2 separate regions of the Zea mays genome follow, and region 1 is linked to region 2. The links are chromatin contacts, called in public Hi-C maps. All regions are on one chromosome and are shown on one strand. Each heading gives the region's core, a stretch centred on a gene start, on an enhancer-like site or on the middle of the called end of the contact. The rest is flanking DNA. Distances are from core to core; before and after follow the strand shown. Region 1 holds the start of LOC100285088 (RHM1). Region 2 holds the start of LOC103639304 (histone H2B.1-like).

What was found. Hi-C and Micro-C count contacts between places; a contact is called where the count stands out from the background.
Region 1: a contact with region 2 is called in a Hi-C map of tassel, with 2.5 times the contacts expected there. The contact joins the promoter of LOC100285088 here to the promoter of LOC103639304 in region 2. A contact is called at or near these places in 4 of 25 Hi-C or Micro-C datasets (bundle sheath, ear, leaf and 1 more).

Annotation. Positions count from the first base shown.
Region 1 is chr9:145,469,104-145,471,803 of Zm-B73-REFERENCE-NAM-5.0, forward strand. It overlaps LOC100285088 (RHM1), which reads right to left and starts at 1,261. Exons shown (of 3, transcript NM_001157983.2): 1 at 772-1,261; 2 at 1-68. The coding sequence starts at 46.
Region 2 is chr9:145,276,511-145,279,210 of Zm-B73-REFERENCE-NAM-5.0, forward strand. LOC103639304 (histone H2B.1-like) reads right to left here and starts at 1,345. Exons shown (of 1, transcript NM_001301449.1): 1 at 578-1,345. The coding sequence starts at 1,263. The coding sequence ends at 817.

The sequences.
Region 1 (2,700 bases), core at 11-2,510, 190 kb after region 2:
CAGCAGCACCAGTTATGAGAATGTTCTTGGGCTCATAAGTCGCCATCTTTGTCTGCTAACTCTCTGACCTGTTAATGTGTTCCAAAAAAAAACACAACGGGGTTAGGAGTACTCTCAGATTGATTGCCCATCCTCTAAAGTTGAGGAAGTGTAATGACAGGAAAGTAAAAGCAGAGATCCGGTTGCCTTCCATAGCAAATACTATTTCATTGACAAACAATGAGTAGAAAATATGGAAACAATTTAGTATGAAAAAAATTCCAGTACTCGTCTCGAATGTAATCTGAAATTGAAATGACTCAATCGTAACATTTATGCTTAGAACAGGCAAACTCTCCATGACGCACTGTTGCCGGTGATTACCAACTTGAGTTTTGTATGTTACGAGCGCAATTAATTAGGCCAGTGAGGATCATTAAATCAACTACTAACTACTCCTGCTAGGATATCGCTAAAACGGTAAGGCAGCCAATGTCCTAGCCCAAGCAATCACCAAAAGGTGGCCGCCCATAATCCTCGTGATCCACGAATCTAGAGGGCCAAATCACGCGGCAACCAGGACCAGGCCATCCCTTTTGAAGCAGGGAATGCCAGATCACGCTGCGTACCCACGTATGACGTAACCCACCCACCAACGCGACGGCAGATGGTCGGAGAGAGACGCGAGGATCAGATCTACCGCGCTCGCCACCACGAGGAGCCAACAGAGGAGAACCGCCCCAGGAAACAATATGAGATTTCGCATGATCAAATTCGAGGGCAGGGACTTACTAGACCGAGATCCGGGAGCGCCGCGGCCCGCGTTGGCGGTAGAACCGGACCCGAGCCGAGCCGGTGCACTAGCCTGCCACCGAGCCGATTGGGCGCGCCGCGACGAGAAGAGTCGGGGGGCGGGGCCGCAGGGGATGTGGGAAGTCGAGAGCGGGGGAGGAGAGTGCGAGATCGGGGAGGGAGGGTCTGGCGACTTATAAACGCGGCCCGGGCAATGCCTATTCTGTTTCCTCTGTTTCTTTTACAGTTTCTTTTTAAAAAATATTATTTTCCAACAATGTTCTACATATGAAATATTTATATTAAAAATATGTTTTACTCTAAATTTTTATAAACACGTCATACTCTCAAATATTTTTTATGTAATATATTATCTAGATTATAAAAAATAGATAACAAGAAAAGAAACTCTATATATGAGGACGAAAGAGTGTACACTGTACTGTATTTAGAACAATATTTAAAAAGATACTATTAGAGACTATAAACGAAAAAATATTACATATAATCTATGTAATCAAAAAACATGTAGTCTCCTGTTGTTGATATAGGCTCCAGTTGGAGACAGCCAAACCACTTTTGGCGCGTGGACGCAACCGTATGTTCCGTCCGTCCGCGTCCAGCACGCGCCGTTGGCCCGTTGCTCAGTCTTGCCGTCGTCTTCTGTGCTCTCGCTGCCGGAGTCGCGGTCGTGCGGGTGCCCGGTCCGGAGCTCACACGCCCCACGACTCAGGCAGCTAACGTGGACGGGGAGTGACGGGAAACAAGTAGGCGTCTTCTCGCAGCTCATACGTCCCACACAGGCCACTACTGCCCACAGCTCAGGTAGGTAACGTGGACGGGGCGTGACGGGAAGTTGGTAGGCGTCTTCTCGCGGCTCATACGCCCTCGCAGGCCACAGCTCAGGTAGGTAACGTGCACGGGGCGTGACGGGAAGTCGGTAGGCGTCGGTCTTCTCTGTCTTCTCGCACGAGGCGGATGGGATGCAGCAGGCAGATCGAAGTCCAGTCGGTGTATGCAGCAGCTAGCAGACGTTTTCTATTACTTGATATGGTTAGCGTCTCTATAAAGACGTCATCATGTTTCTGTCTCACAACAGTAACTTTTGTCGACCACTAGCTTTTATAGAGTAATCACTACCGCAATTTGGCTCTTTGACGAGTCCTCGTCGCTTTGCCTAGTACGATTTATCAGGCACTCGATGCCACTCTCGATGAATTAAGACTCTCGGCATAAATCTAGTTTGCCGAGAACAAAATACTCTACATAAAAAGACACTCGGTTAATATGACTTTGCCGAGTGTCAAGCTCTCGGCGAAACGTGACACTCGGCACTCGGCAAATGGGCGTCAGCAGCCGTCTATAGTTGACGGTCACTAACTTTGCACCCAGACGTGGCCAAAAGGGGGTTTCTAGCTTAGGGTTAACTGACGAGGACATCAGTGTTATAAGGGGATAGATTTTGATATCCTGGTAAGGCTTAATTGGATTCATAGAATAATGATAGCAACAGGGTGCATCTTCTTTTCGGAAGTATGTCTAAAGAAAATCATTGGCTTAAGCATACTTGGCTTAGAACAATTTTATGATGAGTGATCGACCGGGTGTGCTTGGGTCGTAGAGAGATTTTTAGGATGGGGTTAGGATTGATAGAATACTCAAGGTGCATCTTATTTTCAGAGCTTATCTCAAAAAAAAACTTTGATTTAAACGTGTTTTGCTTAGAACAATTTATGATGGGTGCACATGAGCCCTACGGAGATTTTAGGACGGGTGACCGACTAAGAAGTTTTCTTGGATATGCATGAGTCGTGAAAGGTTGCCAATACAAGTACTGTTAGGATCGATAAGTACCGCCAGAGTGGACCGGGTGGACTCTGGTGCATGCGTGGTGCAACCTGAGAGAAATTAAAGGTCTGTTTGGTTCAA
Region 2 (2,700 bases), core at 95-2,594:
TTTCGATTTATTGGGTGTTATTGAGGTAAATATTAACCAATGAGAATCATCTACAAAACACAATTGACCAGACATTCAGGAGGTGAAGATGCCAGCCTACCACACATTCCACCAAGATGAAGGCACTGAAGTGCCGTAGCTGCTGAGAATGCTGCTTCAACGCAGAATATACCAAATTCATCAGCATTTGTTATGGCCAAGTAAAGTACCTATGGAGGAACCAGGAAGCAATCAGGGTAACAAAAATGGAGAACCTTTTTGCAAACACTCATAAAAATCATCGTTGTCGCTATGTGTTGGCACCAGATACGTTTTGCAAACCCTGAAACCCACATTCTCACCAGCAAAGATTATTTGATCACGCATTCACAAGTTGTGGCGCAAATGGAATCATCATTTCATCACATGGTGAACCATATGGCTGCAATACATAGTTACCGCTCATAAATATATCCATGCCGAAGAACCTGAGACTGAAACAAACCCATGAGCTTTCGACCTCATGACCCTGTATCTTCATCGGTTCTCCACTGCCCGGTCAAAATCTTAGATCCCAAATTACCAGGGCAGAAGAAAATTAGCAAGCAGGGAAGGCACCGATACAACTATATTCCAAAATAGGGGCGTCAAATCTAAGAGGCCCATTACAATCCGGCACGATTTATGAAGCAGGCAAGCTAGCTACTGGCCTTTGTTCACCCGACGAGAACATCAACGATTTCACAGCACATACATAGGCGGGGAGGGGTAGAGGACACGACGAAGAACCCTTGTAAGAAGGGGAGACCTAACAAATCCGTGGACGCTGCAGGCTGCTCAATTGCTGGTGAACTTGGTGACGGCCTTGGTTCCCTCGGAGACGGCATGTTTGGCGAGCTCTCCTGGGAGGACGAGGCGCACGGAGGTCTGGATCTCGCGGGAGGTGATGGTGGGCTTCTTGTTGTACCGCGCGAGCTTGGCGGCCTCGCCGGCGAGCTTCTCGAATATGTCGTTGATGAAGGAGTTCATGATGGACATGGCCTTGGAGGAGATGCCGATGTCGGGGTGCACCTGCTTCAGGACCTTGAAGATGTAGATTTTGTAGGTCTCCACGCTCTTCTTGGCCTTCTTCTTCCCCTTCTTCTCGCCGCCCTCCTTGCCGGAGGACTTCGAGGCCGGCAGGCGCTTCTCGGACTTGGGCTTCTTACCTGCGGTCGTCTTCTCCGCCTTCTCCTCGGCCGCCGGCTTCTTCTCCGCTGGCTTCTTCTCGGCCTTGGGCGCCATCGGGTCGGGTTTGTCGGGGTCGAGGGGGATGGGGGTGGACTGGATGCGGTTGGCTGGAGACTCGGGAATGGAGGCTTTTCTTGGTGTGCAAAAAGGGGGTGGTAGCTTTTGTAGAAGGGCATGATGGAAGGAGATTGGTGGAGATGGGTGGACGCGGATCAATGACTTGGCGCGAGCTGCAGGCGTTGGATTTGGGCCGCCGCGAGAGGACGGACGGCGGAGATTGGATCATTGAATCCCGTCAGACTAAAACCCGGTTGTTTGGACTGTGTTGCAGTATAGAGACAAACAAGAAACATAAAAATTCTGTATAGTTTAAAATTTTAAAACCAAGCGAACAGGGTTAGATGGGTCAGGCATGGACCGTCCAGTAATGTCCTCTATATTTATTCTCTATATCCGTACTTTACAGTATCATCTAAAAGATTTTATCCTCTATATCTTCTTACTCTTCAACAATGTCCTCTAAATTATGTTCTCTATACGTAAATACCTATATTAGAGACATTTTTTTTTATTTTTGTACATACGTATTTGTCATACTCTTAAATGTATTGTACATGTTTTAGTTTTGTTAAACCGTTTATTTAAAGTATTCAAATGGATAGATGACCGTTTAGAGAAACTCTATATATAGAGAATTCAGCAGCGTCCTCTAAATTTAGAGGACCGTTTAGAGGACGCTACTGGAGAGCGTAGAGAACCGTTTGGTCATCTATATTTAGAGTACAAGAGGCTTTAGGCTGTCTCTAACAACAAACTCTATACACTCCTGTACGCTAAATTTAGCGATCCAAGCGTCCGCTACATCCTTCAGCAACGAACGCTAAACCAGTCGCTAAAGTACCGGACGATGTTCGTACACGCTATTCTCAGCGATTCATTGTGCGTCCGCTATCTGTCCTTCCTGTGAAATCGAGCACGGACTTGGGAGGTGGCGGCGGCAGCGGCGATGACCGTGGAGCACGCCGCCGTCGACCAGCAGCGCACGGAGTCGCTTCATCCGGCCAAACGCGAGCATCGATTTCTTGGGCTTGGTTGGAGAAAGCAATCGTTGTTGGGAAGAGAGGCAGCGATGTTTGTAGCAGACGACCGAGTGGAGGTGGCGCTAGCCATGGACAGAGATCTGAGGAGCGGCGACGGCGGCCATGAATGGAATCGAGGAGCGACAGCTTGGTCTGGTGTTGTAGGCGTAGCGTGTTCGGCCAAAGAAAAAGGCTAGGTGGAGGACAAGCAACCGAAAACAGCCAAAAAAACATGAACATACAGCTCGTTATTAGTTTTTTAATTAATATATATGCTAAAAAAGTGACGTAGCACAAAATGTTAATTAGTTTTTTTAATTAAGTACATTAGGACAAATTCAAATTACATGCAAAAGATAGAATAAATATGATAGTTTATAAATTCTATCAACACTGTAGATATAGAGGATCG